Linked DNA regions of Gossypium arboreum: all the other regions are linked to region 3. A link is a contact called in public Hi-C data. All regions are on one chromosome and are shown on one strand. Each heading gives the region's core, a stretch centred on a gene start, on an enhancer-like site or on the middle of the called end of the contact. The rest is flanking DNA. Distances are from core to core; before and after follow the strand shown. Region 1 holds the start of LOC108473779 (acidic leucine-rich nuclear phosphoprotein 32-related protein-like). Region 2 holds the start of LOC108471970. Region 3 holds the start of LOC108471141 (F-box protein At5g03970-like).

Region 1 (2,700 bases), core at 122-2,621, 170 kb before region 3:
ATGCCAATTAGAAGACAAACGGAAGACGCAGGCTGAGATATGTAAGGTGACAGGTCTCACAGAAGTCACCCTCCGAAAAGTCTACAAGGAGCTATTAGAGAATTGGGATGATCTACTTCCGTCTAATTATACTCCAGCTGTCCCTCCCGAGAAAGCATTTCCTACAACTACAATTGCCACAGGCCGATCTTCAGTGCCTAGAGTTGATTCAATTGATCTGAGTTCTACAGCAGACCGAGATAAGCAGCAAGACTCAAAGCCAATTAAGCCTAATGACGTGTCAGAAGCCGGCCTTCAAGCTAGAGGCAAAGATGATGCAGAAAACAATGGAAATTCTTCTGGAACCCATGCTGCTATGTTGAACCGGCCACCACATTTCAGGCAGCCCTGGCTTCAGTTTGGGGCTCCCGGTGTTAGGACGGTAGGAGATAAAAACCAGACTACCATTGGAGGAGACATTAGAGAAGCACAACCAAGCTGTCCAGAGTCGGAACATAAAGTAGATATGCCAAAGACAGATACCAAGGGTGCTAGTAGTTCCCTAAGGCCCAGCCAATTCTCAAGCTCTCCTGCTTCAAATGTGAGTACCATCACTTGGCCATTTCGTTCGCCAGCCTCATCAGGGCCTTCGCCAAACATGCCTATTGTGCATCCTCCAAAGTTGCCACCAGGTTTTGCTGAGCTTAAAGGATCCGGGACTCAAAATGGAAGTAAAGTTACCAATCCGAGTGGAGATTCCAAATGATAATTTAGAACTGGTCCTGGCTTGAATTGTTGTCGAACATCATAATTAATAACGATACATTTATTCCTGTTTTATACACCTGCTTATACTTTCACTAGTTTTGCAGGATTAAAAATAACAGTCGTAATGTCACATTGCGATAGTTGTTTCATGGTTTACATCGATATTCAGTGTGGACAGTGATAGCATCATTTGTGCTTTCAGCGATGAGCGCCACGCTTCAGGGTTGCAATTTAAAATCTCCTTGGTGGCAAAGCTAAGAATTTATTCCCATTGCTGTGGTGTAGTGTTGTTATTTTACTACTGTCATTGTCATGGAAATTCTGAGTTTGGGCCATAGGAAGCTGGGCCTGCTAATTACAACGCCCGATGGCAGTTCCGTAATTTCCTCCAACTTAATAGGCATTCTCCTAATATTCCCGATATTTACAATCAAAATGACGTGTCAAACCTGCGCTCCAGTTCATTATCTCTCATCTGTCTACATCCTTCTCGAGAACAAACACACCAACCTGAAATTTCTACCGTTCATTTTATCCACGTCAACGATCCGTGTCTTCCTCAATCCATTGGTTCACCTTCGTCCAATAATTCACAAAACCACCTCCCCCGCTAAAACAAAACCGCAGCCACGAACCACGAGCCGTCTAGTTCCCCCCCCCCCACCCCCTCCGGTCCCACCTTCTCTGCTCGAGGTTTATCCCGACTCGTCCACTCTTATAACCAATAAAAAGAGAAAAGTGAGAGAGAGAGAGGGAGGAAAAAAAAAAGAAAAAAAAGAAAAAGGAGAGGAAATTGTTATGGTTCTTTTTATTTATTTAATCTCTGTGTTTGAGTTTTTATTCTCAAGTTTGGAACTTGAAAGAACAAATCCCGTACATCTGGTAAAAATAAAAATATTTAGGGTTTAAAGCCATCCGAAATAGATTAAAACAGAACAACCTCTCCTCGATCTTCAAAATCTAGGGTTAGGGTTTCGTTTAAGTTTTACTCAAAATTTGTAGTTTCCTCCATTTGAATTTCTTGTACTATTATTAACTTTCCTCTTTTCTGGAATGACACTCCATAATCTCGTCCCTTTCGAACCATCCTTTTGAACCATTTCACTTTAGAAATATAAGAAACAAGCTTTATATCTGGTATTTTGTTGATATAAATAGGGGCTATATGAGATAAAAACGGTGTGGAATTTGATGGATGAGATCTGGGAGAGAGCGGTGGAGACAGCGTTAGACGGGCAAGCGGACCACGCGGCGGTTAGAACCTTGACACTTGACGGTGCGGTGAAGTGTGTTCAAGGTCGCCTCCCGCCGCCGAGCCTTTTGGAAAAATTTGAGAATCTTCTACACCTTTCAATTGCCAATATCGGTGTTTCATCTCTAGAACAGTTTCCTCGTCTTCGAAATCTCCAGAAATTAATCCTTTCAGACAATAGAATAGCCGGTGGCCTAGAATTCCTCGTTGAAGCTGGTCTTGACTCGCTCCGGGACCTTGACTTGTCTAATAACCGGATTCAATATATAGAGGCTCTTGCCCCTCTTGCCCAGCTTAAGCTTGTTTCCCTCGATCTATATGAGTGCCCGGTTACCAGGGTCAAGGATTATCGATCTAGGGTTTTTGGGTTGATTAAATCGTTGAAATATTTAGATAAAATGGACGCCGAGGAAAATGAAAGGCCAGAATCGGATGATGAGGAGGAAGAGGAAGATGAAGAGGATGAGGATGAGGATGATGAAGATGATCCTGGGAGTGGGGAGGTTGATGGTGATGATAGGCAGTACAGAATGAATAACGGGCATAGTGAAGGAGGTGAAGGGATTGTTGATGTTGATGAGGATGAAGAGAGTGATGCAGATGAAGAAGAGACAGACACGGGTGGAAGGGTAAATGGGTTAGGCCATGAGGCCAATGGGTTTCGGATTGAGGAAGTAGGGAGAGCAGAAGATGAAGATGAT
Region 2 (2,700 bases), core at 152-2,651, 170 kb after region 3:
AGCATTAATTGATTAATTTAAATTCATTCTCTAATTTCTTATTTAAGATTATTTTAGTAAATTATGAATATATAATTTTAGTAATAATAATTACTCTAAAAAGATATTAACTTTGGCTACTCATATATACTTTTGAAGAAACTTTAATACCAACCTCTTACTAATAAAGCAAACATCAATTAACAAATGAAAACAATTTTCAATCACATGTAAAAATTATCATGTTCTTAACCTTTTCGAAACTATGGTTGAAATCGCCCATGTCAATATTCACGCATAGGTGACCAACATCTTGGCGTCTCAGCTATCACCAACCCACACTTGCTTTTCCCTCCAGATCCAAACCAATTAGTTTTATCGCATTCAGGGGCAAATTTAGAATAAATATTTAAAGGGGGTCAGATAAAATTTTATTTTTTTATAGTTTATATTTTTATAATTTGTAAAGGATTAAATCAAATTTTTATAATTTTAAGAGTGCCAAAGTATAATTTTATATTTATTAATTTAAAATTTTTAAAAAATTTTAAAGACCAAAAGAATAAATTTACATTTTAAGGGGGGCGGGGCCCATGCCAGCTCCCCCCTCCCCCCAGCTTCGCCCTTGGTCGCATCAATCATCATCTATTCTAGTCATCATCTATTCTAGCACATCTTATATCTGCTGTGCGTATAGAGTCATCTATTCTAGCAGATTTTATATCTATTGTGCGTATGGAGTAGAAGAGAGCAAATTATTATACTAAAGATTTATAAGTTTTAATTCCAAAAAAAAACTTAGAGGGATTTAAGTTCAACAAATTACACACAACCAAATATATTTTACTGCAAAAAAAAAATGAAAATAATCTTATGAAAAATAACAATTTTAGAATAATTTAAAAGTAGAGAAATCACATTTATTTATAGTACTTTACAATCTTATATTTTTTAGATGCGAAAATCATATCCACATGGTTGCAAGTCCAAAGTGATGCAATTCATTTTGTTGCTCTAAGTGAAACCAAAGAAGAAGTGGGCCAAAAGTGAGTCTTAAAGTTTTGAAACCCATTACTAACTCTGGTGGGCTATTGTTAGGGAAATGCCGAAAAGGTTTGAATGATGGGGCAAAAATGGGTAAGGTTTTAGAATTGGCTGGTGAGAACCCATTTGGATTTCAGGCTGTCCAAATCAAGGCCCTTTTAGATGGTAGAAAGAACAAAGCAGTGAGAATTATTCAGGCAAGGCAGACTACTTCGGGGCTTGGGGTCGATTCTGTAAACTTCAACTTCGGTGAGTCAAGCATGGTCAGTGAAAGCATGGATCAGAGGTCGACACTAATGGATGAGTTGGCGCAAACAAGACCGCCAGAAATGGAGTTCAGGGGTTCAGAATAGTCCTTGGTAGAGCTCGGAACAGTCATGAGAGAGATTATTGATAACATTAAGCACGACAACAAGCTGAGAAAACAAGCTAGTGAAGAAGCAATGGTGGTTGAGGATTTGGCTGAAACAGTGGGCGGGCAAGCAGAAGTTAACTGCTAATTTGATTTGTTTTTCGTTGACTTGTTACCATTATATTTTTTTATGGACACAAGACTAATGTTTTGGAATTGCATGCGTACTGGTGATCCTAGGTTTCATAATTTTGTGAGGGAATACATGCGAGATTTTAATATTGATTTATTTTGTCTTGTGGAAACCCAGATCAGTGGAAATAAAGCTGATGATAGAATTGGGAGACTGGGATATCAAAATTCATTTCGAATTGAATCTATTGGTTTTGTTAGGGGTATTTGACTTTTATGGAATGATAACATACATATGGAAACCATCCATCTACATGCTCAAGTGATCCACATAAGAGTTTGTAGCAAGAAAGGAGCGACTAGTTTCATGTGTTCAGCAGTTTACACGAGTCCTCAAGCTAAGGTTCTGGACCTAATTGTTGAATCTGTTAATGAGCCTTGGCTTATAGCGAGTGATTTTAATTCGATTTTGGATAGTTCGAACAGGAAAGAAGGTGCAGCTCGTGTGGTATTTAGTTGTGATTTATTTCAAGGTGTTGTTTTCAATCATAGACTCTAGGATATGGGGTTTTGGGGGCCTTGATTCACATGGAATAGAGGGAATTTGTTTCAGCGTTTGGATAAGGCTCTATGCAATTCGAAATGGAAGGATTTTGCACCAAACTATTCAGTTCGACATCTACAGAGATTAAAATCTTACGACCGATCTTAGTGGCTTTTAGATCAGACAATAATGTGGTGGTCAACGACCGTTCAGATTTTTTGCAAGTTGGCTACTTCATTTAGAATTTAGGTACATTCTTAACACACATTCGAGGAGTGATCTTGAGGTAGATTCGAATTTGGATCAACTCATAGCGGTGTTACAGAACTGGAATAAGGTCTATGGGAACATTTATACTCGAAAGAAAGACCTGGTGTCGGAGCTTAGTAGAGTTCAAAGGATTTTGGAGGTTAGGCGATCATCACACTTGGTCTCAAGCGAGGCTAAAATACGAGGAGAAATTGATGATTTGTTAAATCATGAGGAACTTCTTTGGTTCCAAAAGTCACGTACTGCTTGGTTAGAGAATGATGATAGAAACACAAAGTATTTTCATGGTCGAACGATGGCGAGACGGAGAGCTAACAAAGTTGAGGGCCTTAAAATAGATGAGGGGCGATGGTGTTTCGATGATGAAGTGTTAAAACAA
Region 3 (2,700 bases), core at 107-2,606:
CCTTAACTTCAATAAAAAATGGGAAAACATCATTGAGTGTGGTACCACTATTTAGCCCTAATCAACTTGTAAAATTTAGTGAAGTTTTTTTTAGAGGAAAAGTTGACTTGACAATTAAAAATTTAAACCCATTGACGTGATAAGTCATATGACAGTTCATTTTTATTTCATAATAGTTCAAAAAATAAAAAATATATTTAAAAATAAAAAAAAGTTCATAAATGGTTAAAAAAAATCTATTCACGTTAATGATTAAGTACATGTAAATTGTCACACGAGCTGTCACATTAGTATCTTTAAAATTTTAATAATTTAGTCAATTTTTTCATAAAAAAGCAAATTAACTAAATTTCGAAGATTGAGAGTCAAAGTAAAAAAAAATAGAGTCAAAATAACAAAATGAATAAATATTAAGGTAACATTGGTATGATGGAAAGTGGTCACTTTCTTGGAAATTTAATCAATCGGAAAACGATTTCAACATTTGATATATCAATTTTTATTTACTTTCCTTGAAATTTAACTTTTTTTTGGAAGTTATTTTCCTATGAACATAATAATGTAATTCCTATGATAAAAGGTGGGAATGTTTTTTCCCATGTAGATTAGAAATTTAAAAAATAACAAGACTAAATTAACCTATTTTATATTAGTTTAGGTATTAATCTATCCATAAATGTAAAAGAAGAAGAAGAATAAAAAGAAGTTATTGCCTCCTTCCTCCTTCCTATTATTTGATTTTCTCTATTACTACTATGAATTCTTGAGAAGTAAGTTTTTTCCTTAATCTTATTTTTTATATACATATTTAATCATATATATATTATATCATTTTCATATTATATTTATTTTCTATTATTTTTTGTCTTTTTCGATATACTAATTGAAAATTTAATTTTATTATAATATTTATGAATCTTTATGAGGAAAAGGAAAAAAAATTAAGGCTTATTGTATGATTTTGAGAATGAACAAATGATTGGCAACCCATTTAGAATTAGAAGTAAAATAGATAAGATAAGTGATCAATCAAATTTCATTACGGTTATGTATTATATTTAAAAAAAATTCAATACTTAAAATAAATTATGTTACATTGGGGCTTGAAAAAATAATGTAAAAATGATCCAATAAAATTTAATATTAAATGTTTAATTCAAATATTTGATAACAATAAAATTTATTATAAAAATTAAATATATAAATATTATATTTTATATAATAAGAATAAATTCGTAAATTATTATTATATTTTTAAAATATTTAATGAAATGTAATATTTGACGTTTGATTGAAATGAGAGAAGATGAAACGCTGGCAAAGAGTTAAATTAAAGTTGAAAGAGAGTAAATTTTTTTAAATTTCTGTCTTCCATTGAAATTATTACAAAATCCATATATCCAAACACTCCATATAGACGTGAAGACTGCTCTAGGTTATTAATTTTATATATTAGCCGAAAAAGGAAGGGCCCAAGCAAAATCAAAAACTTCTCTCCAAAGTCTAGATGAAAAAGCTCTTTGTCAGATCAACAACATCAAAGCCAAGTAAAAGATCTTACAGGTATCGCTTCTCACTCACTTTCTTCACTTTTAATAATAATTTCGCTTTTATTTTTGTCCTTTAATCGCTCTCTTAGCTCTGCTTATGTCCTTAATTATGTTCATTAGGCTTCTGCTCTTTAATTAATGTTTCTTTTCTCTCTCTTGAGTTTGCTGTTTTCGGTTTCCTCTTTTTACTAGTGGTACCTATTTTTTAGTTAATTCTTAATTTTAGCTTTTCATTAGGTTTTTATGCGCTTACAATGTGTTTGGTTGCCGAGAAAATGAATAGGGGAAAGTCAAAAGAAAACTAGAAAAAAGGAAAAAAAAAAAAAGAAAGAATGAAACCCCTTCCTTTTTAATTTGCGGATTCGAATTATTAAATTCTGTACTTCTGAATACTGGAAAAAGAAAATAAAAGGAATCGATGTGAAATTGGGTGCTTTGGAGGTCTGGCGAATTCTGATATTAAGTTTGAGTTTTATTTTTAGATTTTTGAAATTTTGGACGATTAACGTTATTTTTGAAAAAGAAATATTGATTTCTCAAGGTAAATTTCGTAAGTGAACCCATCTCAAGTCACTCTTGAACCGTGAATAGTCTTTGAAGCATTTATGCACGTATAATTTTGGTAATAGTAACTTTGTTTCAGGCTTTCGCCATTCTATGTTGTTAGGGTAATTATTTGTGTTCTTTTAAATGGTTTTTTGGTAATGTTGTATATCTGGCTGCAGTGTGAGAAGTGGGGGAAGTTCAAGTTAAATGGATCGAGGAAAAAAGCTGACTAACTTCTATGGTAACAAAAACAACAAGATTTACATGGATCTAAAAGACATAGTAAGGGAGAATGCACTTCGTTACCTTCCTGCTAAATCACTTTTCCGGTGCTTTGGAGTTTGTCGGGATTGGAAGCATCTAATATCAACACCTTTCTTTGCGCACAATCAATCAAATTCTTTCCATTCTGTCTCGGGTTTCTTTTACCAATCACAAGCAGGTCTGCCGTCATTCATGTCTCTTGACCCTGTGGCTTATGGTGTTCCAGACCCATCTCTAAAGTTTCTGCCCGAACCTGTTGATATTAGGTCCTCTTGTAATGGGCTGCTTTGTTGCCAGGGGCGTACTGGTTACAAGGCTTACTACATCTGCAATCCTGTTA

What was found. Hi-C and Micro-C count contacts between places; a contact is called where the count stands out from the background.
Region 1: a contact with region 3 is called in a Hi-C map of leaf, with 2.8 times the contacts expected there. The contact joins the promoter of LOC108473779 here to the promoter of LOC108471141 in region 3. A contact is called at or near these places in 2 of 5 Hi-C or Micro-C datasets (both in leaf).
Region 2: a Hi-C map of leaf shows a contact between it and region 3, with 5 times the contacts expected there. The contact joins the promoter of LOC108471970 here to the promoter of LOC108471141 in region 3. A contact is called at or near these places in 2 of 5 Hi-C or Micro-C datasets (both in leaf).

The regions. Positions count from the first base shown.
Region 1 is chr11:27,917,683-27,920,382 of ASM2569848v2, reverse strand. It overlaps LOC108473779 (acidic leucine-rich nuclear phosphoprotein 32-related protein-like), which reads left to right and starts at 1,371. Exons shown (of 2, transcript XM_017775530.2): 1 at 1,371-2,700. The coding sequence starts at 1,939. LOC108474177 (plant-specific TFIIB-related protein 1) reads left to right here. Exons shown (of 3, transcript XM_053022052.1): 3 at 1-1,000. The coding sequence ends at 745.
Region 2 is chr11:27,584,683-27,587,382 of ASM2569848v2, reverse strand. It overlaps LOC108471970, which reads left to right and starts at 1,401. Exons shown (of 2, transcript XM_017773505.1): 1 at 1,401-1,501; 2 at 2,301-2,700. The coding sequence starts at 1,401.
Region 3 is chr11:27,750,585-27,753,284 of ASM2569848v2, reverse strand. It overlaps LOC108471141 (F-box protein At5g03970-like), which reads left to right and starts at 1,356. Exons shown (of 2, transcript XM_017772732.2): 1 at 1,356-1,563; 2 at 2,276-2,700. The coding sequence starts at 2,304.